Linked DNA regions of Ovis aries: region 1 is linked to region 2. A link is a contact called in public Hi-C data. All regions are on one chromosome and are shown on one strand. Each heading gives the region's core, a stretch centred on a gene start, on an enhancer-like site or on the middle of the called end of the contact. The rest is flanking DNA. Distances are from core to core; before and after follow the strand shown.

Region 1 (4,267 bases), core at 1,051-3,550, 68 kb after region 2:
AGTTCAGTCGCTAGGTCGTGTCCGACTCTTTGCGACCCTATGAATCGCAGCATGCCAGGCCTCCCTGTCCATCACCAATTCCTGGAGTTCACTCAAACTCATGTCCATCGACTTGGTGATGCCATCCAGCTATTTCATCCTCTATTGTCCCCTTCTCCTCCTGCCGCCAGTCCCTCCCAGCATCAGAGTCTTTTCCAATGAGTCAACTCTTCCCATGAAGTGGCCAAAGTATTGGAGTTTCAGCTTTAGCGTCATTCCTTCCAAAGAACACCCAGGACTGATCTCCTTTAGAATGGACTGGTTGGATCTCCTTGCAGTCCAAGGGACTCTCAAGAGTCTTCTCCAACACCGCAGTTCAAAAGCATCAATTCTTCAGCACTCAGCTTTCTTCACCGGAGAAGGCAATGGCACCCTACTCCAGTAGTCTTGCCTGGAAAATCCCATGGATGGAGGAGCCTGGTGGGCTGCAGTCCATGGGGTCGCTAAGAGTCGGACACAACTGAGTGACTTCACTTTCACTTTTCACTTTCATGCACTGGAGAAGGAAATGGCAACCCACTCCGGTGTTCTTGCCTGGAGAATCCCAGGGACGGGGGAGCCTGGTGGGTTGCCGTCTCTGGGGTCGCACAGAGTCGGACATGACTGAAGTGACTTAGCAGCAGCAGCAGCTTTCTTCACAGTCCAATTCTTACAACCATACATGACTACTGGAAAAACCATAGCCTTGACTAGACGGACCTTTGTTGGCAAAGTAATGTCTCTGCTTTTGAATATGCTATCTAGGTTGGTCATAACTTTTCTTCTAAGGAGTAAGCGTCTTAATTTCATGGCTGCAGTCACCATCTGCAGTGATTTTGGAGCCCAAAAAAATAAAGTCTGACACTGTTTCCACTGTTTCCCCATCTATTTCCCATGAAGTGATGGGACCAGATGCCATGATCTTCATTTTCTGAATGTTGAGCTTTAAACCAACTTTTTCACTCTCCTCTTTCACTTTCATCAAGAGGCTTTTTAGTTCCTCTTCACTTTCTGCCATAAGGGTGGTGTCATCTGCATATCTGAGGTTATTGATATTTCTCCCGGCAATCTTAATTCCAGCTTGTGCTTCTTCCAGCCCGGCGTTTCTCATGATGTACTCTGCATAGAAGTTAAATAAGCAGGGTGACAATATACAGCCTTGACGTACTCCTTTTCCTATTTGGAACCAGTCTGTTGTTCCATGTCCAGTTCTAACTGTTGCTTCCTGACCTGCATACAGATTTCTCAAGAGCCAGATCAGGTGGTCTGGTATTCCCATCTCTCTCAGAATTTTCCACAGTTTATTAATAGCTTGAAATTGGCCATGATGGGAATATTTGGCATCCAAGAAATTGGTAAACACTACAATTTTTTTTCTGTTGTTTTTGTTTGTAGTGCTGGTTGCCAAACATTTACCAGCCCTCCACTATGGCCAGCACAGTCATAACTCTGGGTCTTGCCTGCCACTGAACAATAAACTCACCACGGGCATGGTGCTAGGGGATGTTAAGGGTAGGCACTGAGTCATGTCAAGAGTGTTAGTTCTGTTCACTGGTCCTAGGGGAAATGGATGCAAAAAAAGATCATCAAGACCTGATGCGGACAGTGTGTCAAGTCTACCGTTCTGTTCCAGCGTCTACCCGACTGCTGCATTATTCTGTGTCCTTGCTGCCTAGGACAGCCCAGACCAAATCCCTGCAAACCCAACCAAGCCTGCACACCACCCAACTCTATGCAAATAAATCTAATTATTAATGGAATGGTGGCCCAAAGCAAGGAATGGTTCCAGAGTCATCCTAATGCCATCAAAGGAAAAAGATCCAGATAGTTAAGGCCATGAAGTGATTGATAAGACGCCCTAGGACTCCTTCTTCAAACACCTGCTAATTGTTTACTAATCTGGCAACTTTGAGGCGCACTCTTAGCATGAGGGGGCTTCCCTGATAGCTCAGTTGGTAGAGAATTGGCCTGCAATGCAGGACACCCTGATTCCATTCCTGGGTCGGGAAGATCCGCTGGAGAAGGGATACCCACTCCAGTATTCTTGGGCTTCCTTGATGGCTCAGCTGGTAAAGGATCTGTCTGCAGTGTGGGAGACCTGGGTTTGATCCCTGGGTTGGGGAGATCCCCTGGAGAAGGGAAAGGCTACCCACTCCAGTGTTCTGGCCTGGAGAATTCATACAGTCCATGGAGTCACAAAGAGCAAGAGTGGACGGGACTGAGTGACTTTCACTTCACTTAGCACTAGGAGGAAATCACCGGTGCCCCCTTGTGGCAAGTTTTGAGGAAGAGTGAACCCAGACCTAGAGCTGCCCAGAAGCGGTGGGAAAGGAGAGGCAGCCGGGCGAAGCACAGAGCAGGGCGAGCTGCCGTGCCCGCACTTGTGTTATGAGGGGGGTAAGGGTGGGGAGCAGGTCTGCACTGTCTCTAGAAATGCGCCAAGTCAGCGAGACGTCTCAGAAAATGTTTCTAAGAAATAGAGGCAGCTTGTTCTTGCGGAAGGAAAGACGGCACAGCAAGCGCTACCTGCAGCCGAGTTGGCCTCACCCGGTTCTCCATCTGACAGCTTGCATCAGAGTCCCCTTGCACACTGATAAAAACGCACATTCCCAAACATCACCCAAACCCTCCAAATTCAGTTTCTCTGGGAGCAAATGTGCAAAACAAGCTCCTCCCATGTGTCTTACGAACACTGATGTCTGAGAATCACATGAATTCAAGGATGAGCCAGAAATTCAAGTGGTTTGTCATCATTGTCATCACCATCTGTCGCTGAAAGGCTCTCGTGGTCTCTGTCCCTGATCAAAGGAGGTCGAAGGGGCAGGACGATTAAGTACGATATGTGATCCTGGATGGATCCTGGTCCAGGAAAAGGATATTCGTGAGGCAACTGATGACATTTGAAAAATGTCTGAGGATTAGTTAATAGTATTTCCATGTCAGTTTTGGAATACGGTCCATAATATGAGAATAACTGTGTGGGCACAGATGGTCACTAGGCTTACCATGGTAATCATTCCATAACGTATGTAAATGTCAAATCACAAATGTTATACCCCTGAAACTAACATAATATGGTACATCAACTATAATTCAAGGTCCTTGCCTGTAATTGCCTGGAGATCCAGTGGTTGGTTAGGACTCTAAACTTTCACTGCCAAGAACTTGGGTTCTATCCCTCACCAGGGAACTAAGATCATACAAGCTGTGGGGCACAGCACCAAAAGAAAAAGTTCTTGTTTTGATAATTGTACTATGATTGTTCAGTCACCTCAGTGTGCGACCCTCTGGACTGTAGCCTGCCAGGCTTCTCTGTCCACGGATTCTGCTAGGCAAGAATACTGGAGTGGGCTGCCATGCCCCCCAGCCGAACTTCCCAACCCAGGGATCGAAACCGCAGCATCTTCTGCATCTTCTGCATCAAAGGTGGATTCTTTACCACTGAGCTACTGGGGAAGGGAAAGCTCCTGCTAAAATTGCTGCTGCTGCTGCTGCTAAGTCGCTTCAGTCGTGTCCAACTCTGTGCGACCCCATAGACAGCAGCCCACCAGGCTTCCCCGTCCCTGGGATTCTCCAGGCAAGAACACTGGAATAAGTGGCCATTTCCTTCTCCAATGCATGGAAGTGAAAAGTGAAAGTGAAGTCACTCAGTCGTGTCCGACTCTTAGCGACCCCATGGACTGCAGCGCACCAGGCTCCTCCTGGGATTTTCCAGGTAAGAGTGCTCGAGTGGGGTGCCATTGCTTTCTCCTGCTATGATTAAATATACTTAAATATATATTTAAATTTGGGAAAGCTGAGTAGGGAGTCTCTAGGAATTCCTTGCACAATTTTTTGTTGTTGTTCAGCCAGTCAGTCAGTCGTGTCCCACTGTCTGGGACCCCATGAACTGCAGCACTCCAGGCTTCCCTGTCCTTCACTATCTCCCAGAGCCTGCTCAAACTCATGTTCATTAAGCCAGTGATGCCATCCAACCATCTCATCCTCTGTAATCCCCTTCACCTCCTGCCTTCAATCTTTCCCAGCATCAGGATCTTTTCTAAGGAATCTGCTCTTCATATCAGGTGGCCCTAGTATTGGAGCTTCAGCTTCAGCATCAGTCCTTGCAAACACAAAACTATTTCAAACTTTTAAGTTATAAGTTTAAAAAAAAATTAAGCCTCCCATTTGATAAGCACATGTTACATCCTTGTTACTTGAAGTGTGGTCCACAGACCAGGAGCATCAGCTACACCTGGGAGCGAGCAAA
Region 2 (3,853 bases), core at 970-3,469:
TTTAAACAGAGCAGATACCCGACGTTGCACCTTTAAATATATGAATTGTGTTTCATCCACCAGCCTCACTGTAGGTAGATGAAAACCAAAAACAAATTCATAGTTAATAAACTTACTGTGACCCATAATCTCAGATTTCTCTTTAATTAATAGAGATATAATCAGTTCTTTAAAAGATAAAGCCCTTCATTTATGTGTTGTTATAGAGGTTATCGTTAAACAGTTGATTCAGCTTTGGATATGCATGGTGAGAGTTTGGGAATTTTGCAACAGATTATTAAAGCAAATCATTTTGGTTGAATTTCCTTCAGTATAGCAAGTACTGGCTGAAGAAATAACGATGCAGGCTTTAGAATAAGTCCAGGGGAAAGATAAGCTGAGGTTGAAAGTGTTCTGTGGATGATTTAATATAGGTTCAGATCTTTTTCTATATTGGGATGAATTGTTTTGATTATCATAGAATCACAAGTACCAGTTGTATATCCTCTGAGAAAGATGCACTTTGACATTTGTGGCCTTTGACAAGTCACTTAACCTTACAGGATGAATTTCAGTCTCTGCATGTGCCAGCCTCTCCTGACCTCCTTATGAGGGAGGTGGCTGTCAGGAGTGTCAGATGGTGTATGTGAGGGCGCTGTAAACACACACTGCATTGTCACCAAATACTGATTGAACACTCAGTGTGGCCTTGCTTCCTGTTGCTGTTCAAAACCACTTACATTTGTACAGTCCTTTGTTTTTAGAGTTGTCTAGTGTAGATGTGAGAGTTGTATGATGTAGGTGTAGAAAGCTGTATCTTTAGGTAATTATTAATTGGAGAAAGCATCAGACTGGGAGTTATTAGACCTAAGCCCTCACCCCACTTCCAGCTGTCTGCCCATGTGTGTGTATATGTACACTTGAGTTTGTGTGCTCTCGTGCACCTGGGTTTTCTTAACTGCAAGATGAAGTAGGGTTCTGATAATTTTCTGTGATAATGGGTATATTATATTATCCCTGCACTAGATCCGTTTCCATATGTATTTTATAATAATCAATTTTTTAAATTAGTTGATGGCTTCATTTGCACACATAAACAGTTTACACAGAAGTAAAAGTAGTCTGGGTACATGGGTAATTAGTTCCAGTTTAGTCTAGAAAGCTTATGTTTTAAAGGACTTAAAAAATATAAGTGAGTGTAGAACATTTTTACTGTTAGGAGAATTTGAAATTAGAGGCAGAATTTTGTATTGAGGGTTTCAAATTCATGCTTTTACTGTAAAAGTAATTACTATAGAGTAATAGAGTCTGAAAGGGAAAGAAAATATAAATATGGCTTTTTTGAAGTATATTGTACAGAGACTTAAGAAAATACAGATAAATCCATTTTCATTTACTTTTCAGAGTGCGAATATTTATTGTGCACTTACAGTGAGCCCAGGACTGTTACAGGTCCTGTGGATCCGACAGTGAACAAACAGTTCTCTTTCTCATGGATCTTGTGTTCTAGCATGCAGGCTCTGTGAGGGTGGGACTTTGTGTCTGCTTTATTCATAGGTGTATTTTCAGCACCTGAAATTGTGCCTGGCACATAGTAAGTGTCCGGTCTTTGTTTAATTGAATGATTGAATTCTAATGGGAAGACACAGACAAAAAGCAAATGAATAGAAGTGGCAGTGGATCAAGACAGCACAGAGTTTCTGGTGGAAGGAGGAGAATTCTGTGTGTGAGAGGGTCAAAGAATGGGCCCTGAAACTTGACGAGGGAGGAGCCAGCGCTCTGAAGATCTGAAGGAGAACATTCCAGGCAGACCTGAGGCACAGGGCGTACACGGCCAGTGCGGCGGGGGCAATGTGGAGAGGGTCGAGGAGTGTGAGCGAAGGGCCCAGAGGCAGTCGGGCCCATTTCTGGTGAGTTGTTACAGGCGACTGTACTTCCCTGGTGGCTCAGACGGTAAAGCATCTGCCTACATGCAGGAGACCTGGGTTCGATCCCTGGGTGGGGAAGATCCTCTGGAGAAGGCAATGGCAACCCACTCCAGTACTCTTGCCTGGAAAATCGCATGGACGGAGGAGCTTGGTAGGCTACAGTCCATGGGGTCACTAAGAGTCGGACATGACTGAGCGACTTCACTTCACTTCCCACGGAGTTTGGATTGTTTTGAAATGAAGTAATAAGCGAGTTTCAGACAAGAGAGGACATGATCTGAATTCTGTTTTTCAAGGTTATTGTCACTGTGGTGTGCAGAATGAGTCGTACTGGGCAGGAGTGGCTCTGACCTAGGTGGTGGTAGGGACGAGGAGACGTGGATGGACTAGAGGCACATTTTGAAGGTAGAACCAGCAGAGCTTGGCTGACAGATCAGAACATACTAGAGGGAGAAAGAGAATCAAGGCTTCAGTTCAGTTCAGTCACTCAGTCGTGCCCACTCTTTGCAGCCCCATGGACTGCAGCACGCCAGGCCTCCCTGTCCATCGCCAACTCCCGGAGTTTACTCAGACTCTTGTCCATTGAGTCGGTGATGCCATCCAACCCTCTCACTCTCTGTCGTAATCGCTGATTTTTACCTTGAGCAGCTGGGTGGACGGGTGATTAGGTGGCTTACTGACGGAGGGAAAAATGCAAGAGGGAGGGTTTGTGAAGGATGGAGTTACTCAGTTTGCAGTGCCTCTTCTTCACGTTTAGTTGCCTGTGCAAGAATGTAATGCTTTAGAACAGTCTGCACTGCAGGTGCGATTCAGACATCACGGGCTGTACTGTCAATCTGAAAGCCTTTGGGATGTGGGTGTGTCTTAAAACTGCATCGAGCCTCAGACAGAGGAGAAGCTCTTAGAGGATTAGGAGGAAAGTGAGTCTAGAGCTGTCTCAAGAGGGCAGGACATGTGGCAGCTGTGGCCCCTGGGCAGATGAGTGAGGGAAGGTGGCCATCCAACCTGATGCATGCCGTTGGCCTATCTTGATAGTGTGGTGGGAAGGAAGTCGTGATTGGGACAGAAGAAATACTGTAAGATAAAGGGTCGGTGCAAGTTTGGATGACTCCTTGGAATAGTTCTGCTATGAGAGGAGCTGAAGAAATGGCTGGGGAGGGCATGGGGAAATCAACAAATGATTTTTTTTTTTAATGCGTTCCAAAGTTATAGTGGACGGAAACCAGGGAAGCAAAGCTGAGTCCTCCATTGCACCGGCCACTCCCTCAAGAGTTCCCAGGCCACAGGAAAAGGTCTACAGAGAGGTCCCTGGGCTCTCCAGCTGAAAAGTGATCTGAGCCTGTCTTCGGGGAAACAGCTGGAAGGGAGGAGGGACGTTCCCGGGACCTCACATTGGGCAGGAAGTTGGGTCCTCACTGACCAGAGTGGAAAGATCTAATGCAGAGGGCATCCGATACAAGTTCCCAGAGGGCTATTCTAGAGTAAACTGTTCTGGGCTCACCCTAATAAAGACCAAACACTGTCCTCCAAAAGAGCCAACTAATTTCAGATAGCTGTGTCCCAGAAGAAAGCCCCACAGTGCTTAAAGGGATACTAGAAGGTCCTACAGCATAAAACTAATGTTTGGTGTCCATTAAAAAGAAAATCAGAGATGCAGAGAAGCTGGAAAAGCTAGCTAACAACTAAGGAAGAGTTATCAACAAAAAGAGACGTAGAAATAACCCAGATAATAAAATTAGTAAACAAAAATGTTAAAACAGCTATTATAAATAAGTTATTAGAACTAATATACTAGTTGGACTGATGTCTTTGAAAAGAGTAAGATAATCCTATTTCCTCTTCTCCTCAAGGGCTTTATTCATAAAAACTGGTTGCTATCTTTCCCTGGATTAATTTCTTGGAGGGATTGGTCACTGATTAGAGCAGAAGTACTTTTTCCTTTTTAG

Evidence for each region. A called contact is a pair of places that touch in the nucleus more often than the background predicts.
Region 1: a Hi-C map of blood shows a contact between it and region 2, with 2.9 times the contacts expected there. The contact joins two enhancer-like sites. A contact is called at or near these places in 12 of 16 Hi-C or Micro-C datasets (blood, hypothalamus, liver and 6 more).

Annotation. Positions count from the first base shown.
Region 1 is chr13:32,604,546-32,608,812 of ARS-UI_Ramb_v3.0, forward strand. No RefSeq gene overlaps it. Among named protein-coding and RNA genes, the nearest start is that of KIF5B, 89 kb to the right of the region's middle. Within about 2 kb of position 2,301, at least 8 of the 54 cell types and tissues checked have an H3K27ac peak or open chromatin away from gene starts, as enhancers often do.
Region 2 is chr13:32,536,967-32,540,819 of ARS-UI_Ramb_v3.0, forward strand. All of the region lies in intron 1 of EPC1 (enhancer of polycomb homolog 1), which reads left to right. Among named protein-coding and RNA genes, the nearest start is that of EPC1, 37 kb to the left of the region's middle. Within about 2 kb of position 2,220, at least 3 of the 54 cell types and tissues checked have an H3K27ac peak or open chromatin away from gene starts, as enhancers often do.